Linked DNA regions of Oryctolagus cuniculus: region 2 is linked to region 1. A link is a contact called in public Hi-C data. All regions are on one chromosome and are shown on one strand. Each heading gives the region's core, a stretch centred on a gene start, on an enhancer-like site or on the middle of the called end of the contact. The rest is flanking DNA. Distances are from core to core; before and after follow the strand shown.

Region 1 (4,439 bases), core at 323-2,822:
ACTGAGAACAATTACTTCTCAAGTCCCCTTCCTGCAACTTAACCAGGGAGAGTGCAGTGCAAAAAATAAGTGGGCCTCAAGGGCAATTTAGGAAATCTAAACTCCTTGGCCTATAATGCAATCTCCACAATGTGGTCTCATGTTTCTTGGTTCAATCAAATTGGTTGAGTCATAATTCCTTAGCTACATAATCCTAGTTCTATGCTCTTTGTTTTTTCTTTTCTTTTTTAGTGATCCTCTCACCTGAAACTCATCTTTCCTAACTTCATTATTCATGGTCTACTTCAAGGTCACCATCTCTGCAATTTCTGAGACATTATCTGCAGAACATTATCTTGTGTTTGGATGTATAGCTGCCACCTTGTACCATAATTTACCTTTGCACATTTTCCTACTTCCCAGCTGTGGGGAGCACCAAGAAAGTAACAAAACAACTATATAGCTAGAGCTCATTCAGGTATACAACCTAAAGACACTGAGAAAACACATAGGCTGGTGAAAACTAAACTTGATCAACATTCTTTTCTGTCTTCAATTTACCTGGCTTTCTCCAACCAGATTCACAAAAACTGCACTAAGAAAGAACACTGACACACTGACAACTTTCATTGACCTTAAAGTTGACACTTTTCGTAAGCCCTGTTTTCGTTTTTGCCAAGTTATTACCACGGCTGGCAGAGACAGTCATCTTTCGCCAATGCTCACATATATTCTCAATCACGCTGCACTGATAGAGCAGGGTTCTTTCTCGTCTTTCTCCTCCTCCTCCTCGTGTTTAACCATCTCCTAGTACAGAGCTTCAGAACCATAAGAGGTAGTCCCGACAGCTGCTAACCAGTGGAAGAGGTTCAGATAAGAAATGCTCCAGGCACACTGCCTTTGACCCCGACCTTACACCCCAAGGCCTGTAAGGTAACGACGTGTACATGTACCTTTGTCACTCACTGCTAGCCGACTCACATAATCACTGTGGAAGCGCTTAGCATGCAACCCCACTCTTCGTATCTCCCTTCTAAGAGGCAGAGGCAGCAGGAAAGCAGAAACAGCAGAGAGGCCAGGCCACCACACAGCACACAGTCCGACGACTGAGCTGGCACCTGCATATACCGCACCCCAGTCCTATGCTACTCTCCAAGACTCGGGTCCGGAGACCAAACCTAAGGATACCCCCGTAAGATCTAGGACAAATGACGTGCTTCCACTAGGCACCGCCTGCATGGCTCCCCTCCACACACGCCGTTTCTGGACCAGATGCCGAGTGACAGGACACCAGGGCGATTTTCTCCCGCGCCGACCAAGGCCGGCTCTGGGGCTCCCCACTTCGCACCTCGGACCTCTTCTTACCCAGGCCTGCACGCCTCATCCCGCCAGAAGAGGGAGGAAAAAGGCAGGCGGGGGTAGAGAAGTTAGGAAAGGGCCAGAGGTCACCCGGACCGCGTCTTCAGTCCCAGGGCGCCGCGAAGCACCAACTTCTTCACCCCAAGCGCCACGACATCACTGAAGCCTGGTACACCGCGCCGACTGATGGCGTCAACCCGGGCGCCCATTGGTGCTCCGCGAGGAGAGTTGAATGGCATTCTGGGAAAAGTAGTTCGCTGTTGTCGTAAAGGGCATGGCTGGAGGAGCGATGGGGACTCGCTTCCTGGAGTGGGCGGGACTTCCGGAAGAGGGGCGACATCCGCTTTGGCTTCCTGTTCCGGACCCTGAAACTCGCTGTTCGGTACCGTGACCCCGTATGCTAGGGCCGTGGGATTAGCTGCCTACAGGTCCCTACATTTAACACAATAGCTCAGCTTCTCCCGGCCCACGAGAGGTGGTTGACTTACCTTTCCTGATTCATACTGGTACTCACTGTTACCTGCAGAGTTAGTTCAGGGAAGTCTGAGAGAACTTCGTCCAAGTTTCTCGTCTTGCAAACAAGTAGTCCGAGACCCACTGGCGGGGCAGCAGAGGCTAACTGATTTGTGCTTGGTCACACTCAGGGGGGGAGACTCGTGCTGGGCTAAGGCAGCAGGGGTCTCTCGGAGCCCCCAGCGAGCCGGCTCCCTGCTGCTCCCTCGGCTCCCTTCTAGAAGCATCGTTGGGGTTAGGGAGCACGCCTGAATCCCTTAGACACGTGGTGCTGAATACTGCCTTACATATAGCAATGTGCCGACTGGGGTTTTTCAGTGCTTGGGGTAGGGTGTGGTGAGGAGTGTGTTGGTGCTGCTGCCTGGGTCAAGTGAGAATTTCGTGTTATCTCACAGGATGAGGTACCCTGAGGAGACTCTGCAGCAATGGTTTTTGAAGACATCTGGGACGCAGGAAATGCTCGGAGTCCGCTGGTGTTTGCGTTCTGATGTTGCTGATGTGTGACAAGGTAATGGTCTCCCGGCTAGAGGTCTCTGAATCTTCATCATGTCCTGTTTCCTCGGTTTCCCATTGTGACAGTGATGTAGCTGTGACTTCAGTTTCTGCCTTAAAGTTGCTTTCTTAAAACACAAAAATAAGTTTTTATAATTGTTAGGAAAAGAGTTGCAGATTGGTGCCTCCTCACACGGGGCACCATAAATGTTAGGAAAAGAGGTGCAGAATAGAGAGGAGGCAGTGAATGAATTTACAGCCAGACTGAATTTATTCAGAGAAAATAAATTAGAAGAGGTGAATGACCAACTGCCCTCCTGCACATTGATGGAACACGTGGCAGGAGGCCCTGACCCCCCGTCCTGGGGGTCCTGGCCTGTTTATATTTTAGGAGGGCTAGAGGCGGGGGTGGGATTAGGGAGCAGCAGGTGGAGGGGAATTCCCGGAACTGGTCTTTCAAGTGTTCCAGCAACTGGTCTTTCAGGTGGCTGTGGGAGTGGGGTATGAAGGCAATAGGATGTGAGATCCAATTGAGATTCAAGGGTAAGGAATACATGCCAATGTTTATCTATCTTTTGGGCAATGAGCAAGAATGGCTGAGACTTACATCTTTGTTACATCAATAATAAGTTATTAACCTGGGAAATAAGTTTAATCCAATAGCATCTTGAGAGAAAAAGAGTCTTTGTAAAAATAAACAACTGATTTCTGAATGGTGTGGAATTAAACCAAGATTGTATTATGGACAGTTGCTACAAATAAACACTGAAGATCCAATAAGAGAAATGAGAGACTCTCCTTTTAAAAACCATTTTGTATTTACTTGAATGGCAGAGTCAGACAGACAGGGAGGCAGAGCAAGAGATCTTCCATCTGCTGTTTCACTCCCCAAATGGCAGCAGTGGCTGCCAGGAGCCTGAAACTCCCATCTGGTTCTCACACATGAGTGCTGGGACCCAAGCACTTGGGCTATCTTGTGCTGCTTTACCAGGTACGGTAACAGGGATCTGGGTCAGAAGTGGAGCAACTGGGACTCAAAGGGGCATACTTGTGGGATGCTGGCATTGCAGGCAGTAGCTTAACTCGCTATGCCACAACACCACAGCACTGCCCCAACTTCTCTTTTTGCATACAATCTGTGATAGTCTCTACTTTTGCTAAAAAAAAAAAAAAAAAAAAAGGAAAAAAAACCCCATGTTCTATAATCAAAATGTGCTAGAAAAAAAGGCACAAAATGCGAACTTTCCTTTCTTGCTATTTTTCTGCTTGCTATTCATTTGTCTTACCTCTTCTTGACCAAACTTCAGAACCAAGCCATAGGAAAACAGCATACAAAGCCCTCAAATCTAGCTAAATTTTCAATCATGAAACAAGTCCAGTATCTTGAGCATCATATTTGAGCTGTGAGAAAATGTAAACTAAAATCATGGAGCTCTTCACTTAACACACAGGCCATGGCACTGAAGATAGTTTATCAATTTTTTGTTTGGTAGTTAACACACATTTTCCTCTGGAGCCTGAAGTGATGCTCAGATCCCCAGTGCAACCCAGAAAACACATGGCTATTGTAGTCCCCATGCTGGCTGATCACAGGACAACTGAAATACTATAGATTTTCAGGGAAGATCAGTAGAAAAAAATATATAGTCCTTGTGATGAAATAAATGATACCATTAGAGAAAAAAATTTTTTTAAATTACTCTGTTAGTAAGCTCCCTCCCTATTCCACCATCTGATAAAGGATTACTATCCAGAATATGTAAATAACTCAAGAAACTCAACAACAAAACCAACAACCCAGTTAAGTAATGGGCAAAGGACTTAACAAGGCATTTTTTAAGAGAGGAAGTCCAAATGTCCAACAGACACGTGAAAAAAATGCTCAGGATCACTAGCCATCAGGGAAATGCAAATCAAAATGCAATGAGGTTTAACCTCACATGAGTTAGAATGGCTTTCATACAGAAGTCAACAAACAACAAATGCTGGTGAGGATGTGAGGAAAAAGGTACCCTAATCCACTGTTGGTGGGAATGTAAACTAGTACAGCCACTGTGGAAGACCCTATAGAGATACCTCAGAAATCTGAATGTAGA
Region 2 (4,088 bases), core at 283-2,782, 660 kb before region 1:
CAAATCTTAAAAAAAGAACACACTAAACTAGAATTGCCTTAATGTGACAAGATTGTTTTTAAGGGTTTATAAATAACAGGGTCAAAGAGGCATATAAGAAAACCTATAAAAAGGAGTTGCTAAGTAATAGCGACCGACATGCAGAAGGTGGATCTGCAAGAGCAGAGAACTGGGCAGAAGGTAGACTGTTAATTCCTTGTAATTGTATAGTGCTTTACAACTTGTAAATTGCATTAACCTAGGATTGGTGAGGAAACTTTTTTCTGCCAAGGGCCATTTGGATATTTATAACATTCTTTGTGGGCCATACAAAATGATCAACGATTAGCCTGATATGCAGTGAATTTTGAATCCTGTCTGCTGTTGCCTTGATAGGGCCAGACCAGAGGATTGCAAAGGCATCACACAGCCCCAAGTTTCACAGTGCTGCTACGTACAAAGTCCTAGGTCAACTAGGAGGGGTCCTTAAAAAGTTCATGGAAAATGCAGTTATGAAAAACTTAAGCATGGATTTAAATATTTTTTGCGCCACATTAAACATCTTTGAATATTTTCCCATGAACTTTAAAATACCCTCGTATTAGGCCTATACTCGTGAACAATAAAGCAAAGCCTCTGAATGGAGAATTCAGAATTGGCTATAACTTTGATTTTGGGCTCCCCTAAACTTCAGTCATTTGTAAACCACTTCTGTTATTTTTACCACATATGACTACCACCTATAGTTTTGTTACCTAATAGTTGTCATTAGGTGGATACTTTAACCATTTTTTAGTTGTCCCGAGAAATGACTTTGAAATGATGGGTGTCACATATTTTGTTCTGATAAACATTGACAGAATGTAAACACAACTATCATTGGTATCATGCTTTAGGACTTGCTATTCAAAGCCATCCATGAGCCCGACTCAAAACATCTGGATAACCAGGCCTTCGGTTTCTGCAGTAATCCTGAGTAAATTCCTTTAAAATGACCTGTATATGCACTATTCGTATTTTCCGTCTGGATTGTTTTAAACTGCGACGGTAGTAACAGGGTAGGTGGGAGTCAAAAGCCTTTGATTTTAGGGCCTCTGCAGGGGTGCCACAGTTGGGGAAGAACACGCCTAAGCGGGGCCGGCCGCCTTTCGGGCAACCGGCACGACACCTGTGCTTGGGCCAAACTCTGGCTGTCCCGAGTTCTCCGGTCAGTTTCGGAGAGCGCTCGTCCTTGAGCCCCTGCACCTGCGCGGCAGGCTCGCCTTCTCCCGGCCCGCCCCTTCCTCCGTCACGCTCCCTGGGGGCATCGAGTCAGTGCGGTCTGAGTACTCGCTGCTCAGCGTTCCTGTCGTCCAATACCTGGTCACCTGTGCCGTAGGTTTCTGCCTCGCAGAAGCAGAAATCTCAGTCCAGAGCGCAAGTACCGCCGTCAAGAACCGCGGTGCAAGCTTCCCTGAAGCGCCCGCCGCTTGGCTTGCCGGGAAATGGAGTACCTGGGCTGGCCTCTTCCGTCTCTCGCTGCCGCCGACAGCAACCGGAAGACTACAGTTCCCAGCATGCCCAGGGAGAGCAAGGATGACCAGGTCGGCTGCTCCACGTGACAACCCACTATGGCTTCCCAGTGTCTGGGCCCGCTGTCGGGTGGCTTGATGTGATTTGTGAGGTTTTTCCGGGAAAGTAGCTTCCTCACGATTTCGACATGCAAAAAATCAAGTCTCTTATGACCCGTCAGGTAAGTGTCGGCGGCTGAAGCCAAATCCTCCCTCATCTGGGTTGGGAGATGAGCCGAGATGTTCAGTCTCTGGGCCGTGGCGGGCAGAGACCCAAGTTAAAGGTGGTGGCAGGTGCCAAGGGAACAGGGGAGCCGTGGCACGCCCTGGAAACTTGCCTGAGCTTCCTAGATGGGAGCCCGGCTCCTGCGGCTGCAGCCTTCCAGCAACTGCTTCAGACGAGGGCAAGGAGGCAGTCAGAGAGCATCCCTGGCTCCCCTCCTCCCGCTTTGGTCATCTCGTCAGGACGGCCCCAGCTCCCCTGCAGTGTCACCGACAAGCGGACTGTGTGTCCGCTGCGAGCTGGTGGCCTGCGGAGAGAGGTGGGGTAGGAATGTCCTGGAACGAGTGAGAATAGCGGGAGATTCGGTAGCCTGAGATTTTGTGAAAGCCCCCAAACTTGCAGCTTAAGTTTCCTTACAGGGCTGAAAGTGAGGTTAATAATTATTTTGGTTTGTTCTGTCTCTGATTTTATTCGGTTCCTTTATGAGCCATGAATAAGCCAGCCAATGCATGTGAAAACTTTGGGAAATGCTACCCTAAAATTTTATCCTTGTCCAGGCAAAATGATGATATAAAAAAACACATAATTTAGGGTTTTAAATTAATGTGGCTTTGAAGAGTTTGGACAACATGGAGTATAGTCCTCTAGTGAAAGTTTCCCCCGTGCGGTTTTCTGTGGTTGTTTAAAAGGGAATGCAAATTCCAAGTTAAATTCTTATTTATGAACTCAACTTGGGAGGTATTTGAGGATACAAATTGTGTACTTATGGTGGACAGTGCACAAATGATTCTTACGTGATTATTTTACTTGCATTAAATTGCATTTAGGTAATGCCATGAAAATAGAAGTAATAAATCCCGTGCATAGTGACTTTTTTCAAAGTAAGTGATCAGTCACATTTGGCAGTCTCTCACCTTCGTTGAGCACTGGTGGTGTGCTTCCTAATGCTTCTTACTTGAGAACGAATTTGGGTCCCGCTTCATCCTGTGGTGGTTGTTTGGTTATGGGCAAGTTTAATACTTTATCTGAGCATCTGTTTCCACATCTTTAAAATGGGAGTGATAACGTGTGCCTCGTGGGATTAGTATGGTAGTGATGTTTATGTGATATAATGAAGTTAAAATGGTAAATAAAGGGGTTAACTGTGCCTGGGCATGACCAAGGAAGTGCTTGGTTATAGAGATCGCCATTGGCTGTGTTGATGGTGGGAAAGCAGGAAGAAGTAACCAGCTGTACCTGTCATTCAGGCAATAGATTCTTTGTTTCTTTTTTAATAAAGGTGCTTAACTTTTTTTTTTAAGGATTTTTAAAAATTTATTTGAGAGGTAGAGTTACAGACAGAGAGGGAGAAACCGAGAGAAAGGTCTTCCATCCATTCTCAAATGGCCACAAGCTGGGCCAATCTGAAGCTAGGTGCCAGGAGCTTCTTCCAGGTTTCCCATGTGGGTACAGGGCCCCAAGGACTTGGGCCATCTTCTACTGCTTTCCCAGGCCATCGCAGAGAGCTGGGTCAGAAGTGGAGCAGCTGGGACTTGAACCGGCACCCCGTCATGTAGTTCTTTGGGGCCCAGATTGTTACAGTTGTACAGCAGCTTTTGTTGTGTGTGTGTGTGTGTGTGTGTTTTATATAAGAGCTTTATTTGTAAAAGTGAGTAGGAGAGAAGAAACACAGAATTCCAAATGTCAGTAAAAAGTTGATTTCTCTTAAGTTTAATGGAATTGCTTTGGAAATGGTAGCTCTTAAGCCTCAGCCATTTGCTTATTGAACTTGAGGTTTAATTAGAATAGAAAAGAAAAAACCAAAACAAAGCTCGGAAGAACATATGTCAAAAGTTGGTATTATACTGTAAAAAGTGGGGTAAAGTTTGGAGTTTTATGTAAATTTTAAAAGTCATCCTAATAATGTTTATGGCTTGCCTTCCACATACTTGATTATCTTCAGTGTATGGCTCATGAATCTGTGAGCTGTGAAAATAAGGTGCTGCCTAAGGGACTTTGTAGACTTTAATTAGTACTGTTCATTACTGGTTAAGTGTATAGTAGGACAAATAAATATACACAACATATTTCTTTTTTTTGAGGCTACTGAATGTGCTAATAATATATGTTAAGTTCATGTGTGGAAGTACGCAGCTAAGATCTTGGAAGTTTAGGTTTTAGAGGATTTCATTTGTCCATGGTCTTTGTTTACACACGAGTGCTTTGTTGGCTCCGTTTAGATGGGATCTGTTGTCCGTCTTTCTCCATCACGCCAGCCTCTGTTCTTTCAGTCCAGTTAACAAATGATTATTGAATACCATGTGCCAGGCGCCTGTGGGAGTTTGGGACATGCAGCA

The links. A called contact is a pair of places that touch in the nucleus more often than the background predicts.
Region 2: a contact with region 1 is called in a Hi-C map of an unstated tissue, with 4 times the contacts expected there. The contact joins the promoter of VPS50 here to the promoter of BET1 in region 1. A contact is called at or near these places in 2 of 6 Hi-C or Micro-C datasets (psoas muscle and an unstated tissue).

Annotation. Positions count from the first base shown.
Region 1 is chr16:41,914,020-41,918,458 of mOryCun1.1, reverse strand. BET1 (Bet1 golgi vesicular membrane trafficking protein) reads right to left here and starts at 1,572. Exons shown (of 4, transcript XM_002713801.5): 1 at 1,345-1,572. The coding sequence starts at 1,363. LOC103349471 (a long non-coding RNA gene) reads left to right here and starts at 1,588. Exons shown (of 4, transcript XR_011383209.1): 1 at 1,588-1,720; 2 at 2,247-2,359.
Region 2 is chr16:42,570,974-42,575,061 of mOryCun1.1, reverse strand. It overlaps VPS50 (VPS50 subunit of EARP/GARPII complex), which reads left to right and starts at 1,532. Exons shown (of 27, transcript XM_070059817.1): 1 at 1,532-1,711. The coding sequence starts at 1,679. It overlaps HEPACAM2 (HEPACAM family member 2), which reads right to left and starts at 1,511. Exons shown (of 10, transcript XM_008261727.4): 1 at 1,339-1,511.